Linked DNA regions of Hordeum vulgare: all the other regions are linked to region 1. The links are chromatin contacts, called in public Hi-C maps. All regions are on one chromosome and are shown on one strand. Each heading gives the region's core, a stretch centred on a gene start, on an enhancer-like site or on the middle of the called end of the contact. The rest is flanking DNA. Distances are from core to core; before and after follow the strand shown.

The links. A called contact is a pair of places that touch in the nucleus more often than the background predicts.
Region 2: a Hi-C map of seedling shows a contact between it and region 1, with 5 times the contacts expected there. The contact joins the promoter of LOC123442312 here to the promoter of LOC123442345 in region 1. A contact is called at or near these places in 4 of 6 Hi-C or Micro-C datasets (leaf and seedling).
Region 3: a Hi-C map of leaf shows a contact between it and region 1, with 4 times the contacts expected there. The contact joins the promoter of LOC123442302 here to the promoter of LOC123442345 in region 1. A contact is called at or near these places in 2 of 6 Hi-C or Micro-C datasets (leaf and seedling).

The regions. Positions count from the first base shown.
Region 1 is chr1H:424,286,504-424,290,907 of MorexV3_pseudomolecules_assembly, reverse strand. It overlaps LOC123442345 (E3 ubiquitin-protein ligase KEG), which reads right to left and starts at 2,882. Exons shown (of 15, transcript XM_045118359.1): 1 at 1,948-2,882; 2 at 284-634; 3 at 1-207. The coding sequence starts at 2,672.
Region 2 is chr1H:424,011,509-424,015,689 of MorexV3_pseudomolecules_assembly, reverse strand. It overlaps LOC123442312 (EEF1A lysine methyltransferase 4-like), which reads left to right and starts at 1,346. Exons shown (of 8, transcript XM_045118328.1): 1 at 1,346-1,712; 2 at 2,081-2,194; 3 at 2,288-2,356; 4 at 2,515-2,534; 5 at 2,629-2,681; 6 at 2,769-2,799; 7 at 2,884-2,965; 8 at 3,733-4,157. The coding sequence starts at 1,511. The coding sequence ends at 3,944.
Region 3 is chr1H:423,838,112-423,842,316 of MorexV3_pseudomolecules_assembly, reverse strand. LOC123442302 (cyclin-dependent kinase D-1) reads left to right here and starts at 1,381. Exons shown (of 7, transcript XM_045118323.1): 1 at 1,381-1,727; 2 at 2,217-2,515; 3 at 2,587-2,695; 4 at 3,711-3,836. The coding sequence starts at 1,608.

The sequences.
Region 1 (4,404 bases), core at 1,633-4,132:
CTTGGTATTTCTAGTAGATGGCGAAGAAAAGTTTTTAGCATGTCCTGGAAAGATGGTCTTCTTGAGGCACGGAATTGCAAACAATCACCAATCATCTTCCACAACTCTCCAGGAAGTCCTACGCCTACTACTCTTGAATACTGTGGAGGTGGCTTCTTTTCTTTTACGACAGACTTATAAATGTCCTCTGCACTTAGCCCAGTCCATCTGCATTTCAATTAGCATCTAACCACACCATTCGCAAAGCATTAAGAAACACAAAAGTAATAATCAGACTACTTACGGAACAGCTCCAGTACACATTTCCACAAGTGTGCATCCAAAACTCCATGCATCTGACTCTGGTGATATTCCATTTGCACTATCCCAAAACAGATTCAGTGACTTCTTCAATGGTCCCCATGCCTCTGGGGCTGTATAATTGGGACTAAGCACCGTAGCATCCATGCCAGACATGTTGGAGTCATCAGGCACTTTCCGACTGGTGAGGTTCTTCAAAATTGCAGAAAGACCGTAGTCGGAAACGACTGCATGGCCGTTTGCATCTAAAAGAATATTGGACGGCTTTATACTCATACAAACAATACCCGCTGCATGTAGCTCTGCTACTCCACGAGCAATATCTGCGCCGTACCTACAAAGCCAGGCCCAGAGAAGAAGTCTTCAGAAACTCCACAGATTTTAATAGCAAAACGAGCACGCTAAAGAAGAGCCAAATAATTATTATCCTTTACGAGAATGAAAACAATAGATATACTGGTAAACAAGGCAGTGGCGATTCCTTACAGCATAAGAAATAAATGGATTGAATGACAAATAAGTAACTTTTCTTATTGTGGTATGGGCGTTTCCATGCACTTTGCATTGAAGTGATTAACATGCAGTTGGCATTAGGATAATCTAACAACAGATAGAGATGAACAGTCAACTGCATAGAAAATCATTGGAGAATAGACAGCTGGTGAATGCAAATGCATCAAACAAGGCAAGCTACTTGAACCTGTCGTCTGAAATGGCCTTAATTAGCATGCAATAAAATTTAAATATCAGCCAAAGATAAAATGTCTTTGGTTAGTCAATTGCACGGAAATATTTAACAGATGCTTGGAAACCATAGTCGGTGCTGATATTAATAATATTTTTACAGTACAAAACAACCACAAGTGATAACTTTGCTCCATGCCTTCTATTTTAAAGACCGCATCAGTTTTACGGAAAAAGGTCTGATGTGCAAGGATGTGATATTAAAACTCAGCAGGGTGTAGCCACAAACATACACTATATAGGAATTTACTTATGAGCATGTGCGCTGGAAAAGTTCATGCTCTTAGCATACCCAAGCTTGCTGGTCACTCAGCTCATGGACAATAAATAAAACGGCGGCTTCAAGGCTCAGCAACTTGATGGGAATCGATCATCAAACACGTCGCCAAACCATGCAATTCCGTGAGCATCTTGGCTAGAAAAATCCACTAATTGGATTTTAATGGAAGCAGAGAGCACCTCGGTCTTACAGGCATTAACTCAAATTAACTTTACCTTCATGAGAGCTCCAAGCCTGCTACGCCTACAACACGACAACATATACAGTCTAAAGGGGATAAGAAGCTGGCGGCATTAACCAGACATAGCTTCACACGTATCCATACCGAAAAACTCGCTGATAATGAATTGAGTAGCAGCACTAATCAAGTAAGCACTTTCCACGCCGCAGCTCAAACTAGCATACGACAATATACAACCCGTTAATGTTCATTCTTAGCTAGACCGCTTGAAGCAAAAAAAAACATACATGCATTTAGCAGACAAACCGACACGTTAAGTTGCAAGTCATCTAGAGTATGGTTGAATGTAATTTATTCTGTTGAGCGATGAATAAGCTCAGCAAGCAACAGGAACAGCTAGCCAATAGCTACTTGGTTTCCATGATTAGACGCAATGCCGCACCTGAGGATCTGCTCAAGGGTGAGGCGTCCACCGTTCTGCCGCATCTCTTCCTGCACAGACCCTGGGTAGCGATCCATGACGAAGCAGAGGTGGCCATCGAGCTTGAGCGCGCCATGGAAGGTGCAGACATTCCGGCACCAGGTGGAGGCTCGTCTCAACCGCTCTACTTCCTCCTGAACACCCTCAAGCTCATCGGCGGCCGACAGGGGCACCCTCTTGACCGCCACCGGGTGCTTACATCTCTTGGCACCAGCAGCACCAGGCCGGGCAGCACGGGAGAGCGTGGCGGCACAGACCTCCTGGCCGGCGGGGCCAGGCGGGCCGGTCCCGATGCGGCGGGCCAGCTTGAGGTCCGGGTGCGAGGCGAGGTCGAGGGAGGTGCAGGGTGGCGGGGCGGCGGCGGGCGCAGGGGCGCGCTTGGGGCGGGCGAAGAAGTCGTCCTCGTCGTCGTCGGAGGAGCCGGAGTCGGAGTGCAGGAAGGACGGGGAGGAGGGGGAGTCGGAGAGGAGCGAGAGGACGGGGAAGTTCTTGCGGAGCGCGGAGACGGAGTTGCCGACGGCGGTGGGGTGGCGGCAGCGCGGGCACGGGAGGACGGCGCCCGGCGCGGCGGCGAGCATGCGCGCGAGGCAGGCGCGGCAGAAGCCGTGGCCGCAGTGGAGGAGCAGCGGCGCGCGCTCGTCCTCGTCGTAGCGGACGTGGCAGAGCGAGCAGCACGGCACCCGCATCGCGCCGCGCCGCGCCGCGCCCGGGTGGGGGGTGGGGTTTTGGGGCCGCGCCGGTGCCCTAGGCTAGGTAGATCTGGGTGTGGGGTTTGCACTTTGCAGGGAGGAGGTTGGATTTTTTGAGGGGAGGTGGAGTAGGGAGAGAGAGAGCAGACAGAGAGAGGAGAGGGGGGGTTGGTGATGATGCGGTGGGAGCCTGGGCTGGGCTGGGGCTGGGGCTGGGAGGGACGACAGCACGCTTGCTCCGCCCACCTTTTCGTGTTCTATGGGGAATGGGGGTGGTACGGCGCGCGTGTTCCTTCCTTCCGCGGTGGCGACCTGCTCCACTGCTTGGTGTTTTTTTTTTCATTCATCTTCATCTTTTGAGCAACGCGATTGCTAAATCTCACGTAGCTCAGACTTCACGAAGTTTCAACAAGATTCGTGTAAATATTTCTTTTAAATCTTGTTTTTCTTCTTTTTTACAGTTGACTGAGATTTAGTCATACCTTTTGAACAAACGTCCTAATACTGGAGGAAGGTTTCGTTGACGCGTTTTAAGATTCTTGTACTATGATGAAACAAGGATTCTCATCGTGTAATATATAGCATATGAAGGCATTCCCCTCTTCTTTCGCATATTCACATGTCTACTAGGTTCACCTTATGAAAACATGATAAGTCGTGCTCCGTAGGCTCCAAGTATGTTTCGCAAATTCATGGCTTACTATATTTGAACCTATCTAATTTTATGGGGAAAAAATCCTAATTTTCATGCACATGCAAACATTATAACTTTACATCTTCGTTCAGCTCCATCGGGTCGAAAACACGACAAGTTGGTCATTGCTTACTATATTTCAGGACCAACTAATAATATGAAAAATATTTTATTTATCAATTTGTTCATGTACGATACATGTTCCTGAGTCGCCAAGAGATATATAATATCATTGTCAAGATCACGAAACAGTGCCCGCCGCCATTGCAGGTACAAATGATATGTCAACATTGGGTTTGATCTATTCTTGCGGTGGTCTTTCCCACTTTTTCATAGTATACTTGTAGCTAGACCAACGTCGACCGTGCATGTGTGTGTCATTAATAGTTAATCATGTGTTTACTCTTTGCCAAACCAGTGTGTGAATGTTACTTGATTCACAAGGGTGTGTGCTAGTAACTACAAGTGAGACGTCATGATTTTCACTTGTGCAACTGTCTTAATATGGGAAATATCCTTGTGTATATGTAGGTTATCATTGGGCTTATGAAGTAAATTGAGAAGTCTTTTAGTTCTAGACTTTCAGGCATTGGGCACATGCAGGATGTTGCGACAACTCAAAACACATGCCTAGAGGGCACGAGCTTGTTGACAAGCACATACATCACGAAACACGTCCTCGTTTCCCTAGCCACAGATCATAACCATGACTTGAGTTTCGTCACAAACTAAGGGACAAATTGTTTTAATTTGTGTGCCACTACACAACCGACGTGGAACATCTCATGGACATCACCATGAATCCACCTCTAAGTCCAAGTGGACCAATGACACAAGTACATGCACAAGGTGACTTCACTCCTCTTCAAGCTCCATACACACTTCAATGAAGAATGGATACTATTTCAAGTGGAAATACTATGTGTCCTTACGTATGAAGTCAAGGAAACCAATGATCGTGAAGGTATTGAAGAAGGGACGAGAAGTGAAGTCAGAATGACTCGGGCAAGGCCAGCCAAAGGAGAAGGCGTATCT
Region 2 (4,181 bases), core at 97-2,596, 270 kb after region 1:
AACTTAAAATGTTTTATATCTAGCACATCTTAATCTTGCAGCAGAACCTTGCGTCTATGTTAGGGCTCCATGTGCAACCCTTATGGACTGTAAAAATCGAAAAAATTGGAAAAATAACAATTCTATTTTTTTAATATACACGGTCGAGTGTCTGGCTCACATGTAATGTTTCGTGAACAAATGACGTTCGTGGCATTTTGGGAAGAAGATAAAATCAATGCTAAAAACAATGTTTGAAGCAACTTGGAGGTTGATTTTCTCCGCCAAGAATACAAACAAGTCATTTCTTTGAGAAATTTCACGTGCGACTAGAGCATGAGAGCAAGTTTGTTTAACCTAAAATTTTAGAATGATTTGATATCTTGCTATTGTTTGAACTTTTATTATCTTGATGTGTGGGCCTATGTTTCATTGTTGTATTTTTTAGACTTTTTAAAATAAAGAATGAATTTTATTGACTCATAATATCGCATCAAGAGAACGTGAACCATACAATGAACCTCTGTATGACTTGGATGCATATAACTAAAACACACACACACAAAGCGGCTTTCGAAGGTCCATTCGAAGCAAGCTCAAACATGCATCAACATCAAACACCACCGACGGCAACATCCTGACTCTAGAAAAAGAGCTTCAACAATGACAACTTCAAAAAGAAACGATGTGCAAGCATCGTCATCATAGATCCAGCACGATCTTTGGTTTTCACTTCAAAGAAGAAGCTTGAGAAAAGTTCATGCAATGCCTCCAACAAGGTTACGGTGAAGTCACCATATACCGTCGGCCCACTTTCAATGGAGTCACCGTTGCAAGTCAAACTGTCAAGCTTCATCAACCGTACACGCTCACATACCTGATGTGGACATCATCAGGCAATTAGACATATCAAACATATGAGGAGCAAATCAGAGCACACCCATAGCATCAAGGACAGTGACACCCCCAATAACCCACTTAGCATTTTTCATGGTTGCCAAAGTGCTTAGGTTTGTAACTATTTTTACACGACTTACAAATGAATTGAGATTTTCACGAAAACACGGGCTTTGAGAATAAACTTGTCCAAACTTAAACTCTCCTCCGGTTTTGGATATATAGACAATGCCCGCTCCCAAACCAACCAAAACAACACCGAGTTCCTATCGAGAACAAGACGACGGATCAATATGACCAGTTTCTATAATATCTTGGGTGAATACGTGAAAAAGTGCTGCTTAGTTCAGTGAAATGGAATAACGAAGAGAAAGTGTGAGATTTTGCAACATGTGATATCTTCTTTGGATTTTTAAAACAAGTGTCTTTTCCTTTTCTTTTTTGGAAAAGGGGGCACATGTTCCTGAGTCCTGAGTGCATACTGCATCGGTTCAGAACACTCTTCCGCCGCTGGCCCTGCATCGGCGGCTCTTGCGTGCTCCTAAAGCCGCGACCCCCGACGCCATAATCATCCCTGAACGATCTCAAGATCTTCTCTCCCCCCCTCACGAGCGAGAGAGGTGAGAGACCAAGGATGGGCGGCGGCAACGGCAACCCCAAGGACTTCGGCGCCGCCGCCTACTGGGACGCCCGCTACTCCTCTCCCTCCACCGGCGGCAAGGGCGGCGTCGGCGGGTTCTTCGACTGGTACCAGTCGTACCCGGCGCTCCGGCCGCTCCTCCGCGCCTGCGTGCCCGCCTCCTCCCGCGTCCTCATGCTCGGCTGCGGCAACTCCCGTACGCCCCCCCTTCAGCTAGCCGCGATTTAGCCGCCAATTCGAAACTTTAGCGTTCTGATGCGGCCGGTTCTAGTCCGTCCACAATCACCGGTGCATTTATGATTTGGGAATTGGAGCTTGCATGTTCAGTCCTCCCTGTGCATCGTGATTTGGATTTTGGAACTTGAATGTTCAGTGCTCCCCTGATACACCTGTTCTGTGAATTTTGTCATGATTGCCAGACGACGCGTTACTTGGATCGACAGTGTGTGCAAGATTTGACTTTGAAGCTACTTCTAATATGACTCTGTTGTTAGATTTATGATTTATCGTGTATGTAAAGCCCAGTTTGATGTTTGATATTGTTCTATTCCTTGTTTTGGGCAGTTCTGTCGGAGGACATGGTAAAGGATGGTTACCAGAACATAGTAAACATTGACATCTCATCCGTTGTAATCGAGCATATGAAAGAGAAACACATGGATATCCCACAGCTTACATGTACTTCTTGCTGATAGTTTCCATTCTCATATTTTATCAGTTATGATCTCTGTTTAAGTCTATTTACTTGGGTGTTTTATGTTATGCTTGAAGATATGCAGTTGGATGTCAGAGATATGAGCTTCTTTGGGGATGGATCATTTGATTGTATCATTGACAAAGGTATAAGCCTTAAGCTTCATATGTTTTTCGAAAGCGCTTGATGTGTTTCATAAGTTGGTATTCTTGAAAACTTTGTTCATTAAGTTTATGAAAATGAGTCCATGCATCTTTTTTTCTTTGCCACTCTATTTACTATGGTACTAAACTTTTTTCTGTAGGAACCTTGGATGCTATGATGGTAAGCAGGTGTCGTTAAGCAAACTAGAAATCAACTTAAAATAATTACGCATGAACTGATCTCATGGTACTGATTTTCATTTTACATATTCTAGTGTGGCGATGATGCCCCTCATGGTGCTTACAAAATGCTAACAGAAGTAGCAAGGTAAAAATTGTATTCACTCTTTGTACGTGATTTGATCCCCAAGTGATGCCCTTAGTTGTTTTCAATTAAATTGCTCTATTTTTTCAGGCTTATGAGGCCTGGTGGGATTTACATATTGGTACATCCTCCAACCAATCCTAAAAGATACTTTGGAATGAGTGAATATTTGATGATTTTATGAAGAGATAATTTTCTTTGACAGATAACATATGGTGCTCCTAAGGAACGTCTGACACTTCTGAACCAAGTCCGATGCCATTGGGATGTTGAGCTTTACATTACGCGTAAGTTTGAAATGCCCTCTCTTCACTCTGAAGAGCACGCTCATGTACCATTTCTACCATATTACTCTATTGTAGCATGATTTTGTGCATATGATTTGCTTTATTATGTGGGAACTATGGATCCAAAACTGCAAGGTTTGCTTCATTCTGTAGGAACTATGGATGCAAAACTGCAAAATTTTGCTTCCACCACTACCCAATTCTCATAAGATGCTAAAAACTACAATAGAGATATGAATAAAGGTTGCTACAGACTGATTATAGCACACAATGTTACTGGGAAATTTCAGAAGGGAATAAATTAGCACCATTTTATTGGGAACTCATATGCCCCTCTCTGTTTGCAAAATGTTTGGATCTATCTAAGGTTGCATATTGTTGTATGTGTCATTCGGGAAAACATGTCACTAATGCTTTGTGCCACTTTCAATGGCCAAAGACCAAAATACCCTTGTTTGATGGTTAGTCAGTGCCTCAGTGGCAACCTTGACTTGATTTAATGACGGTGGCAATGGTGACCGAAGAAGCCTGACTGGCCTGTGCTTCGTGCCCTCGATCACGCCGCGTCATTAAAAAAAGGTATTTTGGTCCTTTTTTTCTATTCCATTGAATTGGCGTTGAACACTGGTGGCATATGCAACAACACGCAGACTAAACTGGCAGGTCCAACATTCTGCAAACTCAGAGTGGCATATACTGTGTATTTCCCCCCACTTTATTTTGTTGCATTGCATAGATCTTGACATTGTATCTGTTCTTTGTGCTAGCAGCGACACCTGAATACCAGCTGAAATGGAGCAACGGTGCTGCACACGCCATGATGGAGAAAGTTGCACTGACAGTGGATGGCCAATTACCACCTGACTACGTTCTCAAGGATCCAGAGTCACATTTCATTTATGTTTGTTACAAGACAGATATAGTGACTGAAGATAATTCCATGGTTGCTGGTCAAGATGATGCCATGCCTTCGTTTTAATAGAGCCCGACCACAATGCGCGAATTAATTATTGCCATGACTCCAAAATGATTTGCTTCTGATCATTGGTTTGAATGGTAAAGATTGTTACCATTGATTACGAAAACGCATACCCTTTTGTGCCATTATCTGGCGTGAGTGAGAGTGATGAGTGTGTGCTTTGTGGAAGTTGGAAGATTTAAGAAATATAGTTGTTATGTGTTTCTACCTGCATTACTTAGAGGGTGAACCTGCCGA
Region 3 (4,205 bases), core at 132-2,631, 450 kb after region 1:
CAGTGTTATACCGCCATTTTGCAGAATCATGCATACCCCGTCCTCTGCCTCTTCCAAAAGCGCCTGCTTAGTCATCCTCATCATCACCATCCCCTCTACCATTGGAGGGGCCAAAAGGCCGGGAATCTCTCCCTCGACCACCATTACTACGACCTCCTCCTCTTCCCCGTCTCGGAGCAAGAAGGAAATCCGCCCACTCAAATTTGGTTACATCATGCTCTCTTGTGCCGCACTCCTCACACCAATGCCCCATCAACCCACAAGCATGGCAGAAGGTGGGTAGCTTTTCAAATTTCATCAAGTATTTCTATGTGTTCTCCACCCTTTGTGATGCCAACCACTCGTGTGAGTTTTTTGTTCACATCCAATTTGACTCTGACGCGAATAAATTCGCCTGCAAAGCCATTAGGAAGAGTAACCTGAACCTCTTGAACCTCACCGATCCGTTGAGCTAGATTCCCTAGTGCCCTCTCACTTTTAAGCACACCATTAGGTAGTTTATGAATTTGGCACCAAGTCTCGAGCTTATCTAGCTTAACTTTCTCTGGGTTAGTGAATCCATCATATTCTGCCAGGATCACAACATGGCCTTTGAAGTCCCACCGCCCCTGGTGTATAGCCTTTTTTCCAATCTCCAAAACAGTTAAACTGAACCGAGAAAAGGTTTGCATCAATCCTTCTCCAAACCACCTTGAGGGCGGGATTCCAAGCAGCCCTCATCTCTGCAATAAACGCACTATGGCTGTAGTTTTTCATTGTGAGTAAGCGCCCCAGGGCTAACCACTTGGGTTTAATATCCTCGGCTTCAAGTTCTTCCTCCCAGATCAGATCATCAACCTCGTCATCTTGCAGTGTCAGCCTCTCCAGCAGGTTGCTTGTCGCTCCTACCCCTGCATCCTGCTTCCCTAGGTTTTCCTGCGACTCCGACATGATCGGGCCGATTGTGATAGCCAAGATTGGATAAACCCCTAAAACCCTAGCTACAGTCGCCGCACCTCTTGGACCAGAAGGACCCCCCGGGGGATCCTTTGGGGGGGGGGGGGGAGAGGGTAGGGAGATGAGCGGATGGTAAGGGGGACTGAACAACGAAGCAGGCTTCGTCGGAGAAAACTCACGACTGCGCCGCTGTCGGAGGACTGGAAAACCCTAGTCGTCCGGGACTATGTTGGGCAAGCACGCCTTGTAGTTGCTTCTTTGAGAAAAAACTGATAGTACTTGGTTCTGCCCTAGGTCTTTGGTCGCGGTTCAAACGGTCCGAAACAACGAACGAACACTCAGCAGCGAGCTGGCCCAGCTCACGCAATCAACAAACGGGCGTGGAGGAGCGGTCCAAGGCCAAGAAACAAAAAGGCAAACCCATTTACAAACGGAGTCCGGAACAAACACCTAGGCCGAAATAAAGTGCGAAAACACGGAATTTTCTTTTCTTCCTTTCCTCTTCCCCCCCGGCGCCGAACGGCAGGGCCGCACCTCGCCGCCCCCTCCCCCACCCGCCGCCCCTTCCCCCACCCGCCGCCCCTCCCGCAGCGCCCACCCCGTGCTCCCCGGGATCCCCTCGCCTGCGCCGCCCCCTCCGGAGGGGAGGCTGGCGGTGGGCCCCGCCCCACATGGCGACCGGCGGCGGCGGCGACGACGCGGGCGAGAAGCGCGTCACGGACCGCTACCTGAAGCGCGAGGTCCTCGGAGAGGGCACGTACGGAGTCGTCTTCAAGGCCATCGACACCAAGGTCGGTCCTTCCCTCCCCCTACCCCCGCTCCTAAACCCTCGCGGCGCGCTGATCTGCGCCCGCCCCTCGAGAATTAGGCCATATGCGCCCTTGGTCCGTCCGTCTGCTTTGTGTTGGATATAGGTTGTCGAGCGATTGAGCTTAGGGTTTATTGCTTTTGGCCGCGGCTGCTCTGTGAATTGGCCTAGCTGGATGTTCTTGGCTCGGCGTGAATCGGCTAGGGTTGTTTCTCAGCGGAGGCTAGAGGAGAAGGCAATTCACCTTGCCTCCTTCACTGTCAGCGTTGATTTGGTGCTTAATAGTCTTGCATCTCTGTGATAGTAGGGCTAGGGGTCTGAGGTGTTAAAATTTCATTCCAGAGGTGTTCAGTATTCCCAAGTTAACTCTTTCAGCTCTCTGGGTTTGAGTCTGATAGGTTGCTTTCTGCTTTTGATGATACTTCAGTCCATTTAAGCTAATGATTATGAATGCCATGGCTTTTATTTTCAGACTGGGGAGACTGTTGCGATCAAGAGAATCCGCTTAGGGAAGTACAAGGAAGGTGTCAACTTCACTGCATTGAGGGAAATCAAGCTGCTTAAGGAGCTGAAAGATCCTAATATTATAGAGCTAATTGATGCTTTCCCTTACAAGGGAAACTTGCACCTTGTATTTGAATTTATGGAAACAGACCTGGAAGCAGTCATTCGTGACAGGAACATTGTATTATCTCCAGCGGACATAAAATCTTATATTCAGATGATGCTGAAAGGTCTAGCCTTTTGCCATAAGAAATGGGTGTTGCACAGGTACCTACTATCTGGCTATTTTTATTTTTGAGAAAACAACATTCGAGTCTTTAACAGAAGCTGTGCTGCAGGGATATGAAACCAAATAATCTACTTATCGGTGCTGAAGGACAGCTCAAGCTTGGTGACTTTGGTCTTGCACGCATATTCGGGAGCCCAGAACGGAACTTTACCCACCAGGTTCTTGTTGATATATCTATTTAAATATGCGTTCAGTTAATTGTGTCCCAGACTCTCAGAAATCCCAGAAACTGGTTATAGAAATAAAAATGTAATCTGACAACTTTCTTCAAGTGGTATTATTACTTCTTATGCTGTATATGCCTCTAGGCTGTCTGTATAATGCTGGTTGATGCTTCTAATTTTCTTCGTATCCATTAAGAACATGATACATGCTTGCCAGTATTTATCAATCGTACAATTATTCACAGTAACAATATTAAGTTGGAGTACCATAGCACTTTGGTAGGTAGATAAATTTGTCTGTGGATTATATCTCCTCGTGGTAGCAATTGCCTGTTAAGTTTAAAAGATAAAATATCTTAAACCAGCTTGAAGTATTCTTGGTGCTGCTGACTATTCTAGGATGGAAAAGCTTTCTGGAGAGAACAAACATATACAATATTTTACGCTATTCTGAGGATATTTGCTTCCTATATGAGGTTTTGGATTGCTATTTGTTAATTCGTTGGTGATGTCAACAACAATCTTCTTCTGGGTTTCATCTCCATAAGAGTGGCTGAGTTTTGACGTTAGCTCGCCAAGCCTATCACAACCCTCCTCCTTTACCCAGGCTTGGGACCGTCGATGTTGGTGATGTCAACATAGGCGTGATGTAATGATAATAAGTGCTAAAAAATATCGATTCAACAAGGATGCTTCCTTCAAACTCGCCGATGCTGATTAGAAAAAGGACGTTAACTATTGTAAATGTTTTATGCTTGCTGTGGATTTTTGTTCTTGCAAGTTACATTAGATCCTCTCAGCATAGAAGTTACATCATATCTGGAAGAGCTCTTAGTCCATCACTTTTATTCAGTATAAACATTAAACATCACCTAGGCAAGTACCATCTCTAAGCTTATTTCATAGTGTGGTTTACTGCAATATGATTAATTTGTACTTTATCTTCCGTTTGATTTACATGCTCCTGATGGGCACTTGAAACTTGACTGTTTTTTTTCACCACATTTAGGTCTTTGCACGATGGTATCGAGCGCCGGAGTTACTGTTTGGCACTAAGCAGTATGGATCTGCCGTTGATGTTTGGGCTGCTGGTTGTATTTTTGCCGAGTTGCTGCTTAGACGACCATTTCTCCAGGTTTAGCAGCCTCTCAGTTTTCTCAATATGGTCAATATATTTATAATTTTAATCTAGGTCTGGTTAAGATATGTTATCTGTGACTCTTGAATGTAACATGTGTATGGCTAAGTACACTGTTCATTGATGATGTGATAACTGCATGGGTGAAACAGTTTTTACGTCACAACTCAAAACATCGTTTTGAAAGCTCGACTGGACTGTAAGTATGACTGGGAAAAACTTGAAATTGGTCTGCTCCTGTGGGGTTCTTGTGTTATCCCAGAAAGACCACTTTGAATCCGCTAATGGATTAACTGGACAAACTGCTTTCATGTATGACTTTATTTAATGTGAAAAAAATGTATGACTTAATTTAATGTAAAAAAA